2 separate regions of the Zea mays genome follow, and region 2 is linked to region 1. Evidence: chromatin contacts called from public Hi-C data. All regions are on one chromosome and are shown on one strand. The core of a region is the stretch at or near the end of the contact, and the rest is flanking DNA. Distances in the headings are between cores, read along the strand shown. Region 1 holds the start of LOC100277253. Region 2 holds the start of LOC100381431 (alpha/beta-Hydrolases superfamily protein).

What was found. Hi-C and Micro-C count contacts between places; a contact is called where the count stands out from the background.
Region 2: a Hi-C map of tassel shows a contact between it and region 1, with 2.3 times the contacts expected there. The contact joins the promoter of LOC100381431 here to the promoter of LOC100277253 in region 1. A contact is called at or near these places in 4 of 25 Hi-C or Micro-C datasets (bundle sheath, ear, endosperm and 1 more).

The regions. Positions count from the first base shown.
Region 1 is chr3:174,748,132-174,754,539 of Zm-B73-REFERENCE-NAM-5.0, forward strand. LOC100277253 reads right to left here and starts at 2,333. Exons shown (of 13, transcript NM_001150876.2): 1 at 1,872-2,333; 2 at 881-979; 3 at 680-793; 4 at 346-417; 5 at 136-246; 6 at 1-44. The coding sequence starts at 2,186.
Region 2 is chr3:175,076,231-175,082,638 of Zm-B73-REFERENCE-NAM-5.0, forward strand. LOC100381431 (alpha/beta-Hydrolases superfamily protein) reads right to left here and starts at 3,814. Exons shown (of 13, transcript NM_001174272.1): 1 at 3,639-3,814; 2 at 2,625-2,771; 3 at 2,517-2,543; 4 at 2,320-2,410; 5 at 2,114-2,157; 6 at 1,919-2,017; 7 at 1,444-1,501; 8 at 1,295-1,347; 9 at 1,085-1,186; 10 at 912-977; 11 at 676-800; 12 at 427-598; 13 at 1-340. The coding sequence starts at 3,770. The coding sequence ends at 254.

The DNA of each region.
Region 1 (6,408 bases), core at 1,083-3,582:
TAGATTGGAGTGCGAGTTGAAGTTGATGTAACAGCAGCGACGTTCTGCATGTTGCATGAAACAGAAAGGATGTTCTTTACCAATGCTGTTAAAATGAAGTCCAATTTGAAAATACTGGTGCTGGTGAGAGCAAACCTTTACAACATTGGCTACGCAAGCCATAGGCAAGAAAAACTGAGGGAATGCAGCAGTAGTTAATTCTATCCCAGCTCCTATTTCCAACAAGAGATCACTAGAAAACCGCAACTGCATATGATTTTGGTTTCATTTAGTGATGTATATTATGGGACCAATAAATTGGAAATGGATATTGAAAAAAGTGAATACACGGTTCCACATGTTTACCTGCTTTAGGTCATAGTCAAACTTCTTTCCTTGACGTGCAAAAAGCATTTTCCCGACACGCCCAGCACCATCCTGTGGTACAAGTGCGATGATAACCATATTACATTACAAGCCAGGTTATGACATCTACATGATTCCTAAGCATTAAAGCATGGCACAACAGAACAGAGTATGTAGTAATGATAACGTGGCTAATATCTTGTGTGCAAAAAAGCCCAGTAGTTAATGAAGGGTTTTCACTCTGGATAGTTAGATTATTGACTTGAATACATTGTACAGACTAGTATTGTGAACAAGAGAAAGGAAAGCTCCTGAAATGGTATAATGTTTTTACCTTGAGGATCCAGTTGATAGCAATGGCACCTGGTGTTACCTTGCTTTGAGAGACTCCAACAGAACTCAGCAAGGTTCTTGTCGTAAACACTCCCATCGCTCCACCAAAGAAATGCTGAATAGTGAACAGGACATTAAACTTTGGTCGGTTCTTGAGAATAGCAGTAAAAGCTGACTGTTGAATGTAAGTTCGACAATATACCTTCAGAGCCCTCCAGGTCATGTAAGGTACATATGAAGGAGTAACACTGTCTGGAAACCCTTCAGGCACCACATATGATCTTATGAATGCCATTATTTCCTGCAACCATATTCCATGGGTATACTTCATTTTTAATCCTAAATTATGTTCACTTGGAACAAATAAGCCTAAACTTCCACACGCCATCAAACAAAGCCCGGGAACATGGAGAATAAAATGTTAAGGGGCAAGCGTGAATTGCATTCCATTGTTCAGAACTTGGTTGGAACATAACGTAGCACCAAAATTTTAGTGCCACAGGTTGTTATCATATTAAGTTGGAAGTAAGTTTCCCTGCACTAGACAAAAATAAATGAGGCTCCAACAATCAAGTGGCTAAGAGTCGGAGGCCAACATCTCTCACTCATCTGAGACTTTTCCATAGGGACCAACATGGTGAGACCAATAAATCTCACATCTAGTTAACCCAGGTGTCCAATTTTCTACAGTTTACGAGAACCAACTAGAAACTGAAACTTAAAAGTACTATGTGAGCTAAAACAAAACAAAAAATATCATAGCCTCGGAGTTCTCGACAAAAACTAACTTCCCCAATTTTGTCTCAACTTACCTCGAAATTACCGATGCTACTGCAATTATCAGGGTACACCGTCTCTCCTAGTCCTATGAGCAGGGTACACCGTCTCTCCTAGTCCTATGAGCGGGTACACACATCCTCATGCATATGCATATGCATACCGATTAGATCAATACCCAAATATCGAACCAGCAATCTGATGTATGCCTTCTATTTACAAAAACCGATTGAACAAATTCCCTATCAAACAATCCAATCCAATTGCTCAAAAATCACCAAAAAAAATCTCCCAAATCAAACGCTAGTAACCGCAGCAGAGCCATTTCGCGAATGCCAACTGTAACCAACACCAAACCTAACAGGGAGCCACAAATCCACCAAGTTAGGGAGCCACAATTCCACCCAGCTGCTCACCTCGGCAGGCGGAAGCGGCGACTGCAGCGGCACGGCCCTGACGGCGGCCCCAGCGGGGACGGCCCCGCCCCTGCTCCTCCCCTTCGCGGCCCCACCGTCCACCACGTAGCTCCACCGCCTCCCGTCCACCTCCTCCAGGCACAGGAACCCCTGCAACGCCGCGGCGGGCGCCTGCCTCTCCGTGGACGCCGGCGCCACGGCGGGCTGCGACGGGATCGTGGAGCGCATGACATCGCGCACAGCCAGCCGCGTGTCGGGCGGCGGCAGAGTGATGGTCTGCGTGGCGGAGCGCTTGAGCCCCACCGCTGGCGCCATGGCTGCCGCGTCCGGCGGACGGAGGCGGCGCCGAGGCCGAGGTCGAGGCGTAGTCAGGTGGGCGGAAGAAAATTTACTTGGCGAGTGGTCGCGACGGTCGCAGAGGTGGCTGGCAGTGGGTTAGAGAGAGAGAGAAGGCGGACGACGCGAACAATGCCAAGATGGGGAGGAGACGAGCGGCTTTTATGGACCCGTTTGGCTTGACAGGAATTAAATTTTTTGGGGGTGAAATGTTTCCTAAAGAAATCGAATATAATTTAGAGCTTGTCTTGTTTTTGTTAATCACTTCCTCTGTTCTAAAATAAATTTAACTTTTTAAACACAGAGAGAGTAATGGTACTCATCTCACTGCCAAAAGCAGCTCTAGACACTGAGTATTTATTTAAGGTTGATAAATTACGCTATATTTTGTCGACCATTGGAAGAATAATGGCAGACATAAAAAAACATCTGACATAAATTGGATGGACAAGTTTTCTATTAAAAAACTAATCATATGAGGCAATTCAAATAGGTTCCCTTTATTCTAAGACCCGACGCAGTTTAATAAAGCGTTTCCACACTTCGAATCTCTGGGTTGTATATTCTGTGGGGATGTATTGTTTTCCTCGTAAAAACCAGCTTGGTTTGGCCTTTGGCAGAGAAATTCAATTTTGAGTAGCAAGGAACTTCTCCTTCTCCTATGGATCTTATTCAAACTTTTTTTTATCGCTAAACCAGCTCTAAAGATGCTATAATTCCCCTTGATCTCTACGTGCACCAAACGATGGCACCATCCAGAGTCTTTTTACAATACCTCCACTTGTTCAAACAAATTAGCTAAGGCCCCGTTTGTTTCGTTGGAATTGAATTCCATTTTAATAATTATAATTTAGATAAAACTAATTAAGTTCATATATTTAAATATGTAATATATTTGTATATTATACTAAATCATATGAGAGAGATAGTTATATACTACATTTATGTTATAGCAAAGTAAGTAGAAAAGTGTGCTATAAGTTGTGCATTAGAAAAATAGCATGTAAATCTATAAAATCAATTTTCATCTCTCACCCCATGAATTTGAGATAGTCTTATATGATAACTTTGGAAAGTGGTGGAATGTCACATTCTAAAAAAAAATAGCATATTCTATTAGTAAGATTCCAATTCCTCAAAATGAAAGGAAACAAATGAGACCTAAACGATCTATATAATATATAGAAGTTGTTCATTTTAGAACGATAGACCTATACCAAATTACCAAGACGTCTTATTCTCGCCTTTACACAGATCAATAAGGGCCCAATCGTCGTAAGTACAGGGAAGGAGGGTGGAGGGACGTGGTGGTCCAGCTTGGCGTCGGGCACCAGAAGCACAATAATATAGCTACGGGTACAAGAATTTAGCCACCTAGTTCCGTACCCCATCCGGATGGCTAGTGGGGTAGGACAGCTGAATCGCCCACCTGTCATCGAACGTGTAAGAAAGAGATAGCCGGGGGAGGGAGATGGAGGTGGGTGGTGGCGGTGGCCTGGTGGGCACCGCGCGCGGGTGGAGGCGGGGAGGGGAGGGGACGAGGGGTCAACTTGTCGGGTCCATCATCCATGGATGGACAGGCGGACAGCGTGATATTTTCGTGGCGTGAGGCCGCTTCGCTCGGCGCTGCCGTGCCGCCTGCGCGCCGTCGACCAGGCCAAGGAATTCAGCGCCTGCGTCTGCGTCTGCGTCTGCGCCTGCGCGGTGCGGGGGCGTTAAGTACGAGGTGAGCTGGTGAGCAGCACCGTGAATCTGCCCCGCCGCGTGCAGCTGTGTCGTGGTAGTAGAGTGTACGTACGGTAAGGTACTGTACAACGTGAACCAAAGCTACCACTAGTATCTATATCGGCTCCTCGCGTCTTCTTTCTCTCGTGTACGGTTGCACCCGACAATGGCTTGCATCAAAGCCCACCGTACCTACCTAGCATCATCCTCGTCCGTGACCGTGTGGCCGTTGTTGCGGATGCAGCCGACCAGCAGCTGCTCCACACCCCGGAAAAGGGACACAACTCTATGCACACCAGCGCAGCAACAGGTGCAGTGCAGCAAAAAAAAACGGACGGTCGCGCCGCGGTCTAGGTGTCCTCTAGTGGGAGTCGTGGCGAAGCGCCAAAGCCGGCGCGCGTCGAGACTCGAGACGCGCCCAAGTGGCATCGCGCCGTCCGCTGCCTCGCGCGATTTTTTTCCCCCCTGGTTCCGTCCCCGTTCCCGTCAGCGCTCGGCAACGCCGCCGTGGCGCGGGCTGGGCCGATGGCCGACGTCCATCCGTCGCTCTCGCTGTACGCCTCGTCCGGTGCGGTCGTGGCTGGTAGTTGGCTGCTGCTCATCGGCTTCGTTCCTCCCCTCCTCCTGCGCAAGTTTCACATTCGGCCATTGACTCGCACGAGAACAACCGGGTGAAGTTTGGTGGCGGGGTTAACCTAGCTAGCTGCTGCCAGCAGAACAAAACTTTTTGTTTTTGTTTGCCGTGGTGGCATGGTCAAAGCTTGTCTCCGGGCTCCGCTCCGGCGGGCGCATCCGGCGTGACTCTGTGGGGTTCCCCTCGGCCCACACACACTTTGTTCGTTGTGCTGCAGTACCATGCAACCTGCGTTTGGTTCGCACTCGATCAGGGTGAGGATGGACGCTGCCTGATTTTCTGTGTTCTGTGTGTGGTGTCTATGGAGTATATGGACACGTCACGTCGTCGTCCGCGGGCAGTCGCAACAAACTACGGTTCGTTTTCTGGAACCAAATTGTTACAAAATAACATATTACAAAGTTATATGTGATATAGTGACCAATCCAAGGGGCTCGACGAACACATCCCCAAGGGACACACCCCTTGGTGACCCCTGTCACATGTATATAAACAAGTCTTCCCTGCAATAAAGGATATCGCTGTCATTTGTATTCTCTCTGTCTCTCTCGACTGAGTAGACTTTAACACGTTATCAGCACTTTTGCTCGCGGGAGAACAGATAGAAGTGGTTGTTGGCAGGAAGAAAAAAGGGCGCTCACTGTTGAAGATAATTGGAGGGTTCGATCTCTAGAACAACAGGAAGGTACGCAACCTATCGTTCCTCTCCGCGTTCGTCGCTTGCGTGAAGAACTTTGTGATAACCATCGTTCGTGGAAGCACGCAACTATGCGGCCGCGACCGCTACGACGCCGGCCACGGCGGCTTGGGACGCCCGGCACCGACACAGAAGCGGACGGGCCTCGGTTTGGGCCCCTTGGCGCGCGCGTAGGCTCCGCAATGCGCAGACGCGGTCCGCACGGCCCCGACATGGCACGCGAGGGCCCTAGCATGGCACGGATTGATACCGCGGCACAGGCGCGCGTCCCGGCGTGAGCGCGCGGATGCTGCTCGGCCGGCCCTCGGCACGAGTGTGGGCGCTCGGCCCCGCAGGCTCCCGGATGCGGTCGACCTCTCTGGACGTAGGCGCGGCCGGCCCGGGTGCGGGCGCGGTTGGCCCTGAGTCTAGCGGCTGAGCCCCCGGCTTCTCGGCTCGGGCGCAAACGGCGGCGGCCCGGCAGCGGGCGCGACGGCCCTCGGCGCGGGTGCAGCGGCACCGGCGCGGGCGCGACGGTCCCCGACGCATGGGGCGGGAGCCCGGTGCAAGCGCGGCTCAGCCAAGCCAGCCGCGGGCGCGACCCTTGGCGGTTGGCGGCGCGGCTCCCTGCGCTCGGCACGGTCAGGCCCTCGGCCATGACCAATCGCCGAGCCCCAGGCGCGGACGTCCTCCCTGGCGGCTGCTCCCAGGCGGACTGGCTCTGACTTGCCTCCGCGGACGCGCACAGCCGGCGGCGGGCAACTCGGCCGCCCTCGAATCCAGGCGGCTCCGACCGGCGTAGGCCACATCGGCTTCGGCCAGCGGCTCCGGCCAGCCTTGGCCACGTGGGCGGGCACGCCATGGCAGCCCCAGCACGGGCGAGCGGGTCCCTGGATGGCTGCAGGCGCCGGCGGCCAGGAGAGCCTCTGGCGGCGGCTGAGAAGTTTGGGCGGTTAGGGTTTGGAACCCTAGCCGCCCACTTTTATAATAGGCGTCATGGGCTGCTCCCATGGGTCCAAAATGGCCCATTTTATAATTTTAAGTTCTGAATTCCCCTATCAGACTGAATTTTTATACGTACATGCAGTTCTAATTTATGTTAGTACGTCTAAATTCGATATTTAGACTGTAAATTGTTCATGTATTGTATATACTTGTCTGTTTTA
Region 2 (6,408 bases), core at 2,564-5,063, 330 kb after region 1:
GTATAACTCATGTTACATACTCTTTTTTTTTGTAAAAAAAAGAATGAACAAATGAACAAAGACGCCTATCATTCAGAAAAATGCTGGCTCCACCTCCCTGCTTGTAATGTACACATCTTCTGATAGTGTCAGCGCCTCCTCTCAGATTGTCACTGGATCAATTAAGGTTTGATCCTCTTGCATTCCTCTTACAGTAGAATCGATTCAGAAATGCCTCCCCTCTATTGTCATTGGATCGATAAAGGTTTGATCCTCAGTCCTGCATTCCTCTTATAGTAGTTTCGATTCGAAAGGTTGACGAAAGAATTCTAAAGAGACCGTCTGGGTTGTCTGCATGAACCTGGAAGGAAACATGCAAATAATCAAATATTTTGGTTTGCAGCTTTATTGTAAAAAAAAAGAAAAAAAAGGCGGGTGCCAAAATACCCAGTGTCCAGCGTCTTCAAGCACGTGCATTTCAACTCCTCCACCCTCATCTGCAGCTAATTCCTCCGCAGTATAAATTCTTTGGAGGTCTTCGAGAGCCCATCTATGCAAACTTCGTTCAGCTTTTAGAAAATTAATATGAACACCCCTTGGTACATTCTCTACAATCCTCCTGAATGGAGCAGCATTCCATTAGTCACACAACATACTTTCTTTTGATGATCTCAACTGGCATCGCTGAAGATTTACCATAAGTTAGTATCCTCATAAGACTTGTACATCTCAGAGATGCCATTTAGATCAAAAGTCCATGAGAAGCTTGAAGATGGTCGCTGACCCAATGGACTGGTTCGACGTAGATTTGTAGCCACCCACTGAAACAAAGAAACAACACAAAAAAAAGGAATATCTGTTGGCTGCTGTTTCATTGGAGACAACAAGATAGAGTAGCCTGAAAGGGCATCTCAATAAGCTGTTAACCATACCCGTGCAACGTCCATAGAAAATTGTCCTTTAACAAGAGCATCAACAACCTCCTGTTTTGAAGAAACCTAAATTTCAACAATAAAATGTAAAATAAAAATGAGTCCTGAAGCTGTGACAGGGCACCAAAATGTATTACTCAGTAAAGTTTTTAAGATATGTCTTAGAGTCCAACCTGCTCAGGCATTCTTCTGAGAAATTCAATAAGTTCAGCAGGGTGATCTTCACCATCTCCCCCGGCCCGAACTTTGCCAGGAGTAGCATCAAGAACCCATACCTTTTAAGAAACAGAATATCAAGAAAATAAGCATAACAGAGAAGAACTAATCAATGCAAACATATTTCAATTACACCAACAACATTCAAAACAAGAAGTAGAGCTCACTCTAACAGGACGAGCAAGTGGTTTTGCAGCTTGTTCTACCATACTCAAGGCCACTGCAAAGCTCATATGTGAGTACCAATATCCATTTTAATTACTTTTGTTGTAAAGCATAACATTTCAAAACGGTAAAGACATATATTAATAAAAACCTTTTCCACCAAAGCTGTGACCAACCAAAACCCGAGGGGTTAGCCTGAGCTGCATTATCTGTTGGATTTTGATGGAGCAAAATATAAGTCAGCTAAAGGAGTGAACAACCAAGAAACAACAAATAGCACCAAATATAATAAAGAAGTTTTGAAAAAGGTGTGTGCCATGCCACCAAATCACTTCGTCATTTACTTCATAGTGATGACTATTAGATTACAGGAACCTCAAATAATGCATTTTGTCATATGACGCTGATGCATGTAACCTAACATGAAGAGTTAGGCTTGTCTCCAAATGCATAAAGCTAGATTTGCAATAAGATGAATATGCAGATATTGTGCAAGCACGTTGGACACAGATAGAGTTCATTTTCAAACAAGCTACACTTCTAGTTCTATTGATAAAAATGAAGATTGAAAAGAATGAGAAGCCAAAGAGCGAAGACATAAATAGCTGACGCAAAAAGCTACAAACCAGCTTTAGAACATCAAGAGCAGTTGAGGCAACAGTGTGTGGTCCACTCTTCTTAATTGATGTTGAGTCGCCATGGCAGCGCAAATCAACCAAGAGGAACTTCATAAAGAGAAACCATAAATGTCAATCATTTTTCATATATGATATGCATTGTAGAGTAATTCAGGCCACCATCAGAATGATAGATATAATGACCTGCCACATTGGGAATTCCTGAGCCAATCTCTTCGCAAAAGATCCTTCACAGACAATTTGTTTGTTACTTTGTTAGTCATGTGGTTCACAACCAAAATATAAAAAAATCAAGTATGTTACTCAACTTCAAACCTATAACAAAATACAAAATGGGCCAATACAAATATTAAGACAAATTACAGACACATTGAGGACTCCTCATTTACCCCAGTTTTTCCTGCTCCCAAGGATGCCATGAAGAAGAACAGCTGTTGGTGGATCAGGTATTGATTTGTCCATAAATGAATTCCACTGAACCTGAAGTTAAAGTGTTGAATTTGATTTATGTCGATTGGACAAAAAAATCAAAATCAAGCTAGTTTTACAACTAATGACAGATAATTTGCGTGAATGCAAAACTTACAAGATTCCCTTGAACCAGTTCATAGGCCTGCAGATGAATACAAAACATTTGTCAGGACAAGGGAAGAGGACTCATCCCGTACAAAAAATAGTATCAAAGCTTCCATACCAGAACTCCAGCATGCTTGTCGACTTCAGGCTGGTAAGCAATTCTTGTGTCGGCCAAAGCCATTTGAGCACAATTGCATGGAGGACATAGCAAAGAACTTGAATTCAGACTAGACGATGTCAGCAGGCAATGGTTATGAACATTCCCCTGAAACCAAAAGGTACAATCCCAGCAAGATGTTGAGATTTCTGCTGATGATACATAAAACAAACGGATTTGGACAGCTGCACTAGCAGATGCCATCAAGCAGGCAAGCTAATATTCAATTAATGTGATCTTCAATGTTGTAATCTCTTCATAACAACCCTAGTTTAAGTTCCAGATCTCCCTCCGATTGCTTTTTTGTTCTCTGTTTTTAATACTAAAAGTAGCAAGACAGAAAAATAGTAGAACTAGTAAATATGAATAAACGTGGGACCTGAAATATTTAGTTATAGTCAAAGTAAGAAATGATTTGCTGCTTAGATCCCTCCTTACAACTAAATAAACTACAGTGATTACTAGTACAGCAAACACATAAATTTGCGACAGAAGAAACTAATGACTAGTCACTATCACTAGTACAGCCATAGAAGCAATTTAATTATTTGTGAGTCCATGATTATCAGTTCAATTACCCCAAAATTTCCTTCATTATAGTGCCTCTAGGTGACAAATATAAGATTTGAGGACAGTCATAGCGACTAATGAAATCGAGGCAATCCATGCTATCAAATAAAAAAACAGCTGCCAAAATGAAAGAAACACATCAACAAACAGTTTGTTTGCTTGAATAGCAATAGGATTGTACAGCGAAGCGACCCAATTGCATCTGCATTAGGCCGATAGCTAATCCAACACCCGCCACCTCACACCTTCAAAATTGCACCAAAACCTCGCGTTTAGCTCGAAACCAGCAACGCGAGGCGGTAGCACCCATAACCCCGCCAGGCACTAGCTCCTACAGCATCGACCACGACGACTAAACGGAACGCAGAATGATTCTGGGCATCCGGAGCGAACGCAGAGCCGTACCTCGCGAGGCCGCGCCGCGCGAACCCTAGCCCCGGGTCGCGGCGCGGATAGGATCACGGCACCGAAAGGGACTCTTCTCGACGGCGCGTAGAGTGCGCGCGGCGGCGGTGGCGCGCGTGCCGCCGCCGACATCAGATCACCGGGGAGCGGGGTCAGCAACGGGTCGGGGGCACGCGCCGAGGCCGAGACGAGCCAAACTGGTGCTTGTTTTCCTTGCAATAAAAAATGGTCAGTTTTTTTGTCGGTTTTGTGGTGGGGAGCGGGCGGAAAAAAGGTGGAGGCGGAGAACCCAAAGCACTAGAGGCTGGCGCGCGGGGCCATGGAGTACTGTCAGGTGGGGTCATATACGGGAAAAGTCCGCCTGGCGGCGGTGTGTGGTCGGTGGGCGGCTGGGCTGGGAGACTGGGACCCACCAGTCGAGTGGCTGTGGCTCCAGTTGGTCCTCCCGTACGTCAGTCGTCAGCCTTCAGTGCGTGGTGGGGACGTGGCGACCGGACGTAGCGCTGTGCCAACCATCAACCATGTGTCCATGTGGGAGGTATGTGCTGGAGCGAGCGATCACGCATTTTAAACCTTCCAGCTATATCGATTGTCACATTAGCTATATGGCATTCACCCCAACAAAGCAGAAAAAATTAACACTCCTCTACTTATTCTAAAAGTATATGTGTTATATATATTGCACAAAATAGGAAGCAGCACAATATATCTCTTAATCCTTAAGCCGTCTCCAACACATTGCGTTGTACATTGTACTATTCACAAAGTAAAATTTAAAATAAAAAATATGATAGAAATCAGGATAGTTAAACTGCTGGAGACACCATTATATGTTGGCTACAACATGTTAATGGGCCTTACATAGTAGCCATAGGCTAAGGGCTCAAGGCATAGCAGGCTGCTAATGTGTTAGGGATGGTAACGGACACATTTTACTCGCATGCATGTAGGTGAAAATCTTGTAGGATGTGAGGTTAGGTGTAGATTTATACCCACAAACACGAGTGTGGAACTGTGGATTGATTCTTAACTCGACTGTTTTTTTCTCGTGGGTACGAAAAATTGGACATGTGCCTGTAAACCTATGTACCCGCATTATATGTGTGTGTGCACGCGCATGTGAAATATATGTATAATTATGTACTCACAGGTAGAGGGTGTGGGATGTATAGTGTACCCATCGCAGATAAGTATTTACCACATGGTACATGTTTATAATTCCTATACATGTGAGTTTCATGCTTGTTGCCGTCCCTAGCCTATGTAGTCAATACACACAAGAAGCAACTGCAAATCAACCTTGTATTGCTAGCATGCGGAAAAGGCGTACGACGCCTTCAGTCTTCTCGAATCCCTTTCCGAACCCTATTGCATTGCACCTAAGGGTTTATAATTATGTTTTTAATGTTCACAATTTCATTTTTACCAAGTTTGACTTTTTATTTTTAGATTTGGAAACGAATCGGTAAAAATAACCGAGATTCACTGAATCCCGTTCCAAATTGTAAACCTTGTGATGCCACGACAATGGAAAGGGTTGTTGCCTATAATTCAGCCATCCAGGCGCATAACATCTTGCCTGCAGATTATAGACACCCTCTCGGCCTCTTTGAACAAGTAATTAGATCTTTACTTTGTTTAGTATTTTTTTCATTCCTTTTTGCTACAGTTTGTATGTACTAAATCACGTTGCTTTTTCTTATTAATTTCCTTTTGTTTGGGTTTCTGTTATAAGGTAGCTAGCGAGTGTTTTAAATAAATCTAAAAAAATACTACCTCTATTTCTCTTTATTTGACACTATATAGTTCAAATATACACTAACAAATCTCAAATAAAAAATCGAAAGGACTATTTATTTTTGTAGGGTAATCATAAAACCAAAAAAATACTACAATTGATTCTTGGTACAAGAAGAAATATGTTATGGCAAATGCACCTGATGATCATGGACTAAATGAATTAAATGCACCAGACGAGCACCATATGAGTGAGGAGTACCAGACGAGTTATGGAATGAATGGAGGAGCACCATTTGGAGCATCATATGGAGGGGTACCATACGATTCATATAGAGGAGCGTCATATAGATACCCATACATGTATGGAGGAGCATATGGATAAGTGAGAAGGAAGAGCGTCTATGGCGGGAGGAACATTATTGATATGGTCTTCATTAGGAGGAGGAGCATACACTGATGATCTGTAGGGATATAGAGGAAGAGGATACTGATAGAGGTTGCGGACTCAGGGAACAAGGATGAGCAGAAACATCCTCCCAACAATGATATATGGAAGAAGGGTCATCGAAGAAGACTTACCCTACACCGACAAGGGTCTCAAGATGTTGTGGAGTTTGTGCCTGTAGCAAGTCGCTGAAAGTTTTAAAGTTTGAACTCCATATTAGATCCATATTAAAATAGTGTGGATGTTTTACAAATAAGATAAGTGAATTAGAGGGTGATGTATGTAAATGAAATCAAACACTCCTCTCTATTTACAGAAAGGGTCTAGAGTTTTTCTTTGTTTTTGAACTTCAAACGGTCGAAATTTTGTGAACCAATTAGGAGATGACATGTGACAACGTGTGGTTAGTACACAGTATAAAGTACTAATTAGTCGGGATCGATATCAACTAATTCTCCAATACATGGATCGGTGCAGCCATATACAGGCCGGTTCAGCTCTGACACAGTTGGTACGAAACGGACCGATCGGTTGACAAGTACACAATCCTGTTAGTATGCAAGTCCACCACGGTTGGTAAGTACA